Regions from separate parts of the Mus musculus genome. Here region 2 is linked to region 1. A link is a contact called in public HiChIP or PLAC-seq data. All regions are on one chromosome and are shown on one strand. Each heading gives the region's core, a stretch centred on a gene start, on an enhancer-like site or on the middle of the called end of the contact. The rest is flanking DNA. Distances are from core to core; before and after follow the strand shown. Region 1 overlaps Unc80 (unc-80, NALCN activator). Region 2 holds the start of Kansl1l (KAT8 regulatory NSL complex subunit 1-like).

The links. HiChIP or PLAC-seq counts read pairs in DNA pulled down with a chosen protein or histone mark.
Region 2: an H3K4me3 HiChIP or PLAC-seq map of neural progenitor cells shows a contact between it and region 1, with 24 read pairs. The contact joins the promoter of Kansl1l here to the enhancer-like site in region 1. A contact is called at or near these places in 10 of 39 promoter capture datasets (the 3T3-L1 cell line, 3T3-L1-derived adipocytes, the C10 cell line and 5 more), 11 of 484 Hi-C or Micro-C datasets (B cells, CD4 single positive thymocytes, the G1E-ER4 cell line and 7 more), 14 of 115 datasets of contacts at active chromatin or transcription factors (the 230-238 cell line, DN3 thymocytes, the HPC-7 cell line and 9 more) and 4 of 9 other capture datasets (adipose tissue, liver, macrophages and 1 more).

What each region holds. Positions count from the first base shown.
Region 1 is chr1:66,687,185-66,692,506 of GRCm38.p6, forward strand. The region is part of intron 61 of Unc80 (unc-80, NALCN activator); the gene reads left to right. Among named protein-coding and RNA genes, the nearest start is that of Rpe, 11 kb to the right of the region's middle. Within about 2 kb of position 2,382, at least 2 of the 459 cell types and tissues checked have an H3K27ac peak or open chromatin away from gene starts, as enhancers often do. A contact at or near this core is called in neural progenitor cells, where this site is marked.
Region 2 is chr1:66,815,579-66,820,900 of GRCm38.p6, forward strand. Kansl1l (KAT8 regulatory NSL complex subunit 1-like) reads right to left here and starts at 2,017. Exons shown (of 15, transcript NM_001122738.1): 1 at 1,796-2,017.

The sequences.
Region 1 (5,322 bases), core at 1,132-3,631:
CCGTCCAGTGTGTTCAAGAGGAGTCAGGGGCAGAGTTTATTTTTATTAATTCTCCAAAGGACTTGGCCTCCTCTAGTGAGCTGAGGATTCAAACTGGAGCTATTGAGCTGATTCAGTCTGCGCTGCATCCAGTGCACAGGGAGAAAGCTCGATGTCTGTGCTAGGTTCGAGGGCGAGTTCAGAGCCAGAGTCAGAGAGCTCGTCTTGGGAGGAATCAATCATGTCAGCATTTTGATGAGCATCTTAAACCAGGTGCTGTTGGTCTGGTGTTGTTGTTGCTCTTGCTCTTCCCCTCTGGTCCTTGGTGTTAGTCACCAAGCGCAGCCATCGTCAGGAAGAAATGTGAACAAATTGCTGTGGGTTTTGAAACAATTTCATTAATGTGGCGGTGTCCCACCAGCCAGGAGCACATCCATCTCTGCTATATGCTGCATGGCATTGTGTTAGCAAGCTCTCTTTGGAGCAGAGGAAATCTAGGCATTTACTAAAGAGGGGATTTTAGTAAATGGCACGTTTTTAGATATTTTGTTGGCAGGCTTTCTTACTTTTCTGCACAAGAATTCATTAGGCACATGATTAAAATCCAAAACTAGAGAGGCAGTAACCATGTGAATTACATTTAACACGCACTCTGGTATTTAGGATCTGAGGTACACTCAACATTATCCTCAAGAACATCTAACCCAAGCTAACTGAGAGGCAAAGCAGGAGTGTAGTAGCCCTGCCAAGCCCACCCCCTTATTTAGTGGCTTAACATGTTTAGGAGTTTGCTTCTGACAAGTCACTTGTCTTAGACAAAAGAGGCAAGTTGGACTGAGTAGTCAGGGTAAGGAAGAGACCAAGATAACCAGATAAGTGGATGGAAACTCAAAAAAAATTTTTTTACACACCAATTGGAAACTTCTACTAAATTGCACAAATGCATTCCCTTTAAAGACCCAGTTACCAAATTGCCTATCAGAAACATTGTTTTCTGTCTGGTTCCATTTCTTAAAATTTCCATTGGGAATTAATATTGAAGTGAAAATTCCATGGAAGACTTTTTCTTCTCTGGAGAACCCTGCTCTACAGAAGCTCATTGTAGACGCTCCTCAAACACACATATGGGCATATTTTACCTCTGGAATAATAGAGATCTAGAGAAGTTGAAGTCCTTCAGGCTGAATGTTTATAGTTAAGAACTGGATTTTGTTTCGACATGTTGGGATAGTTTAAAAGTAGGAGTCGATGGTGAACTCTTGATTTAAAAAGAAATTGTCATGCCATTTTATTCTCACAAAAATTAAGAATGCAGTCCACGTTTGAGCAGGACTGTAGTCCAGATGAGATAACAACCTATGTAGTATAACCCACCTCATGCTCATATGTAGCCAGAAAGGCATGAAACCTTCTCAGGTTCTATTCAAGTACAAGGAAGATTCCACCAACCTGCAATGTAGCTGAAAAGACATCGCCATGACATGCACTGCGACACACAGATGTGCTCTTTGCCATTGCTAAGATGCTTCTCCCAAGATGTCTAAAATCCAGTTATTCCCTACAATCTGATCTGAGCTTCTGTAGCACTTAAAATATATTTTCTTGGGTGTTCTGAAGGTTATATAAACTTTAAACAACGATTGTTTTGCAAAGGGGAGGAGTAAGCTTAGGCCTTCTGCTTGCTTCCTTGCTGTCTGCCTGTTGCTCCTTTAGCATTACTTGATGAGAGTTCCCACCACAAGGCAGTCACTCAGTATAGATGGCCGTACCACATGTCTTATGTCCCACTTCTAGAGTCCTAGAACCAAATTAAAGCTAAAGCCAAAAGTACAGAAAGAAGCAATAAAAGCACACCAATTTAATACCTTGGGAGTGTTATCATCTGTTGCTTCTGCTTAACTTTTTATTTAAGTGATATGCTGCAATACATGGTTTACTTTTTATAATTTAATTACCCTTTTATTACTGAATGGCTCCTTGTTTACCTATCTCTTATTTAAAGAAATACTCTCAGGCATATTAGGAAGCATACAAATATGTAAACACTTTGAGACAGACCATCATGCTGTAACTATAAAAAGAGGTAATCTTTGTCAGAATCATTTTCCTAATATTACCTAAATTTCCCTGTTACAAATTATTTCTTTGTATTATAAATGACAACTAGTTTTTGAAGACTATTTAAATCAAGACTCTACTGTGCCCTGTTTGAATTTTCTTTTCTAAAATCTGGATCTTACTATCATTTGCCAAAGTGACATTTTCAACAACTCAGAAACACAGGGAGAAGGAAAAGTGTGCCAGCATGGGCCGAGTCAAGGAGCCTTGGCTCTAGAGAGGCCAGCTGTGGTAACAGACGGAGACCATGCCCCTCTACAACAAAAGACTGCTTACTTATGCATTGCATGATGTTAGTTTAAATCTGGAAAGTTTGGTCTTGGTTGTACTGGAGGCAGCACTTCCGTTTAATCCAAGCACTCCTGAGGCAGAAGGATCTCGGAGTTTGAGACTGGTCTACAAAGCTAATTCCATGACAGCCAGGGCTACAAACACACACACACACACACACACACACACACACTTGTTTCTAAATAAATTTAGAAAATTTTATTAGCTTTGATACTTATTGTTCTACCCTGTTTGGTTAAGACATAGAAATCAGCTGCCATTCTTACAATTAAAGCTTTCAAGAATTCAGGATTCTGTATAGGATAAACCTTTTAGCATTTGATCCACTGCTCTGACAAACCTTGATCTCATTTCAACTTCTCAGTTATTTTTTGTAACTATCATATATGAGATAGATATTTCAGTTGCCTACTGAAGTACTTGTAAAATGTTGAGAGTATCCAATAAAATGGAATAGCTCCCTGATGAGGAAACTACTTTTGATTATTCCAGTTCTGGCAGACTCTGGATGGGACTCCCTCAAAAATTTAAAATAGAAAACAGAACATAATACAGAAAGGCTCTTAGCACAAAGAGTTTGGCTTTCTCCTGGTTCCAACAAATAGCTGAAATGTTATATTATATGAAGAACATAATCTAAATCGAAGGTAATTTTTATATATAGTTCCAGTTCAAAATAAACTCCAAGAAATGAAATTTTTCCTACATTACATTCATAGTTAGTTTTTTAGCTGTTTATTATTTATGTGACTTAATTCATTGATATGGCAAATACAAATGTCAGCATCCTATTTCTAAGGCAAGTATAACTTATTGCCTGAGATGTGTTCCAGAAACATGTTCTGTAATTTCATCTTTTCTGTATGCATTCCTATATTATTTCCATAGAACAGCTGATTTCTAGAGAAACTTGATAGACTTTTCAGCTATAAGCTTCTCTGTCCATAGAGAAATGTTGAGGCTCACAATCTTCCTCATGGGATAGCCATCATGAAATTACTGTTATGTTGTGACATTTAACTCTCCAAGTAATGGTTTTCTTTTTTTTTCTTTTCTTGCACCATTTTTTCCTCACAATCTCAGATTTCTAAATAAAAATGAGACAAGAGGACTGCCTCCTAGTCATTTTCTCTGTCCAACTATTTACAAAATGTATTACCTAGTTCCTGTTAGTATCCTAGAAGCAATAAACTCATTACGAACAGCAAATGTAAAACAAGAAAGCATGCTATTTATGCCACTCTCCATACACAAATCATTTCCCATCAACTAACTTCTTTTCTCTACCCTAATGGGAGGTAGTTGGTAAGTATCAACCTCCCTTTATGGCCAAGGGAACTGAGGTAACATCTAGATGTCAATGAAGAATCCAGTCCAACGGTAGCTTTGCTTGGTATTGGAAGAAATGTGTTTTTACTTGTGTGCATATATGTGCTTTCCAATGGATAATTAATAAGGAGATGTCATTCCAGACATGCTAGCAACATAGTCTGAATTGATTATCAGAATGGGCTGCACTGTTTCTTTAGCATAGATGTCCTTCACACGTGCTACAAAGTCATAAAGATAATGCACATCAATCCTTTGAGCTTGATCTTTGGGGAAGCAAAGAAATTTTAAACACCTCCTTTTTCTAGTATTCTTTGAAGAGTTTTGGGTTGCATACATCAGTCAGATGCTGTAATCATATCCCTATTTTAAAGAAAGTTTAGCAGATCTTATTGAAAATCATTGCTCTTTCTTCTAGTGAAAACATGAGTTGGACTTTAAATAAATGGTAGCTTTGACTACACCAACATGAGAAGCATCTGAATGCCCATCTTGCTGCTAATTTCTTTTACTAAAAGTGCAATGAAGTATTTATATAGCACACGATAAAAATAGGAATGTGTAGATATAATCATTTTCTTTTTTTCTGGACAGTTGCTGACTGGGTTCCTCTGTGGAATGTTTTACCCTAGCAATATCTGTAGATGACTCTCCTTTTGCAAAGGCAAAGATGTTATTTAACCATAAATCAATTAATCACATTGACATCAACCACAGAATTAAAACGTCATCTGGGCACAGTGTTATCTCTCTTTTCATTCTCTCTTCCATTGTAGATCTCTATAATACATGCATGGAGAATGAAAAGGGATCACAGCCCATCTCAGGATGTTCAGACTCACCCAACACTAAAGCAGCAGACCCTGCCAGAAGTCATTTTTGCTTATAAGAGACACACATACACAGTAAATTTGGGAGGAGCAGACTAATTCCTTTTATCAGCTGCACACTTTGCTGGAGTGCAGCTAATTGAGTTGTCCTGACAGTTTATTTTGCCAGCCTTTTAAGCCTACATTAACTTTCAAATGTATTTAAATTTTCTGCCCACGTGACTACTGATTTGCTGAGCTGTCACAGAGACTTCAGGCTGCAAACATGTGTTGAATGTGTCCCTTCACCCAAATGGATTCTGTGTCTGATGTGTTCAATATTTGTCCATCTTATTTTCATTTAAATTGGAAGTTTTGAAACAGGTGTTCCCATCCGTGTGACAGAATTGTTTGTGTGTATTTGTTTCCAGCGTTTCCATTCCCCTTGGAAAAAAAAATTGAGATTAGAATATGACATGCTAAGCCTTTTGATGGCTCCCAAACCAAGGGTGTTATTGAACCAGTGTCCTACTGAATGATAGACACAGCATCAGCCATTGAAAACAGAATCTCAATTTTGAGAGCTTGGGGCTACAAGGCCTTGTCTTCCTTTCCAAGCCTAAAAAGAAAAAAAAAAAAAAAAAAACCCTACCCCAGGGACTCTTTCCCAACCATCCTTCAAAGATAATGGTATCTTTGAAGTGACTGTTCCATATAAGTGGTTTTGGCTAACACTCATCAAAGAATGGTCCTCTGTACTGTCTCCATGGTAGACTAATGCTGTTGATGCTTGGCA
Region 2 (5,322 bases), core at 767-3,266, 130 kb after region 1:
ATACTATTTCAAAGACTTGTGTAATAATTTACACAAAATATTAGAAAAACCCCAAACATCTGCCAATAGGAAAAACTAAAAATATACTCAAATGATGAAAATGTTAAGCAGTTATTAAAATCGTTTTTCAGAGAATATTTAATATTTCTACTTTTAAATTAACTGAAAACGCATGCTCTCCAGTTTTAGGGAAAATTATACATAGATAAGAAGTGATAGCAGACCTTGACAGTGATCTTTCAAACCGTGAAGAGAAACTTAAAGTTACAGCAGTTAGGCACACGTTCCTAGGTCAGCTCTAAAGGGGACCTGGATTACACAGCAAGTCCGGAGGCCAGCCTGGTTACATGGCCAGAAACAACACAAAAAGTGCAACAGATCTGGCGAAAATCAAATATCTTACTTCACGGCTTATTCTTAAAATTCCAAAAATATGCTAGCTTTGTTAAAAACTGACGTTATGTTACACCACCACATTACGTGGTGATTTATGCTCACTAACACAAGGCACGTGATCTTCATTACACTCTTTTAAGGCAGGAACTGTATTACGAAACGGTTTTCCAGAGGAAACAGATGTATCAGCAAGGCTGTGACTTGCCCAAGGAAACGGCTAGTTAGCTCTCTGGAAACCGCAGAAATCAACCCCCGGCATTACTAAACAGTCTGCGTTCCACACCTGCGCTTTTCCCCCTCCACTGTCGAATTATTTTTAGAACTACTTCTACCCTCAAATCCTGCCTGTTTTGCCAGCTGTGCTCAGGAACAGTTTCGGGGAAGTTATGTTGCTATCAAACTTGCCCTATCCAATCAGGATTTAAAAACCTTTCTACAAACACAAAGTTAAACTATTAAAGGCGGCGGCGGCGGCCAATCTTTCTTAGTCTCTCCGGCACATTCTGCGTCCAAGCTGGGGGAATCAAAGCCAGAAGGTGACTCCCACAACTCCAGTCTCCCGGGAACCCGCGATGGGAACAGCGAGGACAGGGAACCGCCACCGCGCCTTCTGCGGGGGTACCGAGGACGCCCACGCAGCGCCCGCTCCTCGCAAGGCAGATCCCAACAGCTCCTTCCCCGATTTGGGACCACACAACACCGTCCTGCATTTATTTCTCCTTACCAAACGCTGTTTCTTTTTTTAAAGCTAGCCCTCTCCCCTCTTGGGCACAAGCAGCAACACCAACTCGGACCGGTTACCTTTCAATAAACCACAACACTCCCTTCCACCCCAAACAATTCTAAAGGCCAAATCCATAACGGCCCCAAATAAGAAGAAATTAATGTCGCCGCTGGCCAGCCAAGCTCAGCGTTACGGAAAGCTTCCCACAGAGCGCCCCACACCCCCAGGACAGGCGCCGCTGCTCCAGCCTTGCGGGGGGCGGGGGGGGGGGGAGGGAGAGGGCGTGCCCAAGAAAAACCACGTGTTCCGCCTTCTGCGCACGCGCCAGCCAAAACAAAAGGGAGGCCTGCCAAGCCCCGCCCCATCCCCACGTGACTCGAATCCAGGCCCGCCCCCTGCCCCGCCCTCCCCTCCCCGCCGTGTCTGCCAAGGCTGTTAGGTTTAGCCGTTTAAATTTGGCTGCGGTCCGACCCCTGCCCCAAAGCACGGTCTTGTGCCGGGGCCCGCAGTCCAACGGCAAGCAGGGTTCGGGGTGCAAAGGGGGCTGCCCGGCGGACGCCGAGCCCGCGAGTCCACCCGGCGGTCTTCTCCGCTCTTTCCCGCCCCGCGCCGCCGCCGTCCCCCGCCGAGGAGACCCACCCCCCTCAGCCCGCCGCTGCGACGCCGGCCACTCGCCTGCTGGGGCGCCCTGGCTGCCCTCCGCCGCCGCACCTTCGGTCCGGCCGTGGTGGGGGCCGCCGAGGCGATCTCTAGCTGTCCGCCCGCCTCCCCCCACCCGGGGCGCCGCCGACTCGTCTCCAGAGCGCGCCCCGCTCCCGCCCCGGCTGACGCCGCCGCCGCGGTTTAACAGTCCGCCCGCTGCCCGCAGCTCCGGGCGCTCGGGGGACGGAACCCTACGGCGGAGGGAGGGGAGTGGGGGAGGGCGGGGCCCGGCGCCGGCCAATGGCAGCGGGGGAGGGGCGCGCCATGCAAATGAGACGGGCGGCGGGGAAACCCCGGCGGGGGCGGGGCCCGCGGAAGCCGCTGGGAGCGTTCTGAAAGCAGCCTGAGCGCGGTGGCCGAACTCTGCCGGCTCCCAGTGCGTTCCGCGCCGCCGTTGTCCCGCGCTCTCTCCACCCCGGTGCCAGCCCGCAAAAGTCACCCCGCCGGCCGTGCTGCGGGGCGCTGCGGTTTCTTTAGGTCTGTTACAGGAAAATAAGACCTGGAAACTCCGGGCGGGCAGGGCCGTCCTGGCCAGGCCGAGGGTTAAGCAGCCCTCAACGCTCCAACCTTTTGCTTCTATGGGTCCCAGAGGCTCGATCCCGAGTCATGCTCTGTCGGACCTCTGAGGACCTTAAAATAGGTGGCAGACCTGCCATGGATACATTTGAGTTAGCTTATGATTAAGGAGCTCTGCAGTTAACTCTGAGGTAGCGCAGACCAGCGGGATTTTAATGGAAACAGTTGGCTAGAGACAGAAACATCTCTGCGAGCGAGTCTTGCACCTGGCCCAGCTCGCAGCTCGCAGCTCACCACCGTTAAACGCACCCGGGCATTTCCCCAGGCTTGAACTTGATGCTTGAGAAAAAAACGATAGCCTAAATATAGCTCCTTAGATAATAGATTAGACGCTTTGCTAAGCAGATTTTCACTAGAATGCTGTAGGAAGTGAAAAGGCACTAGAATTTTTAGATCGATATATCACTTCTACCTTATTTATTTGGAAGGGCTTACAGGCAGGAGTGTATAGAATTGAAGTCATAAAGAAGCAATACTTAAGACATTACCAGAGTTGGAAAATTAACTGTTCTTTCTTTTTCTAGTACATGAATAAATAGCTGAAATAATTTTTATGATAAACTGCCTACAGTAGGGAAAATGGTTATAAAAATTACTCAGAACAATAATTGCTCAATATGGGTCAAGGATGGGCAGTCCAGAAAATAGATTTGCCTTCATTCAATTAAAAATCATGGACTAACAGTGTGTTGGAGGAAAAAGTAAACACTGGATATTTGTCATATTTAAAGGGATGGGTAAAACACTTAAAGAATGTGGTAGGGTCTGGAGTGATGGTACAAACCTTTAATCCCAGGCACAGGTGGGCCAGCCTAGTCTAGTGGTTAGGTCCAGGATAATCATAGCGACATACTGAGACTGTGTCTAAACCCAAAACAAAACTGCACAGTGGATGTATAGCCGTTTGAGAAGTCAACGGTGATCAAGCAGTTCTAAGATCCTGTATTCACCTGGGCATTCATTTTAAAGGCTTCACAAAAAAAAAAAAAATGGGAGGAAGGCATGAATAACTTAGAAAGCAGTACCCTTAGGTGGAGATGATATGCATCCAACTATTGGAGCAGAAAACAACACTGTCTCTTACATTGTTAAATCATAGACAAGAGAGGGCGCTTGCCTAGCATGGGTGAAGGAGGCCCTACACTCAGTATCTAGCAGAGTAATGACTGACAAGGAATTCAAATTTAAAGCTGGGGTAATTATGGAGCCTACAGGTTACTTTGTCAAGCCAGGTGTGGTGGTGCACGCCTTTAATGCCAGCACCTGGGAGGCAGAGGCAGGTGGATTTCTGAGTTCGAGGCCTGCCTAGTCTACAAAGTGAGTTCCAGGACAGCCAGGGCTATACATACAGAGAAACCCTGTCTCCAAAAAAACAAAACAAAAACAAAAAAAAAAAGGTTACTTTGTCCCTGTGAAGTAATTGCTTATTACCAAAGCAAAATCCTTGTAAGTTAACCAAATGTGTACTGAAAACATATTTTGTGGTGATATTTATACTCATAAGGGGGACAGAGCAGCAGGGTGCTTATATTTGCAAAGCATAGTAAACTTTGCAAAATTCATAGAAATCTACAACAAGCTTTTAACTGTAGTATCTCATTTGTTCATCAAACACGGTAGGAAATAGGTTGTTTTCCAACACTGGGGTAATCCTTGCATCTTATAGCTAGCCTCAGTCTGCCAGACTATGTAGACCTTACATAGATATAGCAAAATATGAAACCATCATGTATGTAACACTTTCCTTTTCCTTTTACATTCAATTTCATGATACTTCAAAAGTAATAAGGAAAAGTAATAAGAAAAGAATGTGTAATACCACAAGCTGGAAATTTATTTTGTAAAAAGCACAAGGAAGAAAACTCAGTGATTTCTGTAACCTGCTGTAGTTCATATGTATGAAATGGCACTGCACAGAGGTTATTTTAACTCACTTAATTACACACTAAGCACATTGTTCCTTGACACTGAACAGGATTCTAAGTCATGTTTTCTGCTCCATGTAATATAAGCATGCCAGTTTTCCAAGTGACCTTAGAATACCTTAAATTCTAAAAATTGATATTATAAGACACTTGTCAAATGTTTTCCTATTTTACTTAGCACAATACTGAAAGGATTCATGTATTCTTAAAAATCAAGTATCTATTATTTTAAAGATACATTAAAAGAAAGCTGGTTTCCAAGAAAAAAATATATTATTGGTTAAGGAGAGGGAGAAGAGAAAGGTGTAAAAATCCAGCAACAGCAAGGAGAAGAGAAGGGCACAGTTCTTGCTGACATAATTATGACCTGACTGGGAGCCCGTGAAAGCACCCAGGTAAGCAGTATTGCCATGATTTCATGAGATAAAGCCGGCACTGGCATCCACTCAGTCACTTCTTCCAGTCAGGAAACACTGCTGCCGCACTTAGGATCCAGCTGACACCGTGATAAATGCGAGAGATAAAGATCAGCGCTGGCTTCAAGCAGCTCTCCGCCAAGAGTGGATTACAAACATAGCCTTTTGTGTTCCCCTCCTGTCCACATTTCTTCCCAGTACTTCACCATCCAGCATAACACAGATTTTTATTTTTCCTCTCCCTGGTCTAGAATATTAATAAGTTCCATGAGCTCAGGCCATTCTGCTCAATGCTGAATGGAAGCACAATCCCAGGAGCTTAGGGCATGGTTCCCAACAAAGGTTGAATGGAAGAACGTTTCATTCTTGCATTCTGCAGCCCTCTATTCATTTCCTGGAGGCTTTGTTTTGACTTTTTAAAATTAAGCTCAGTGGCATCCAAGCAGGGAGATACTGTACTTCCACACAGTCCCGACTGGATCCAAAGGCAGCCTTCTTGTCCAACTCAGAATAGAAAGCATCTGGGAGTTTATATTGTTCTTTATATTTCTGTACCAGAAATGACTGTCTTCCACTGTCCTAG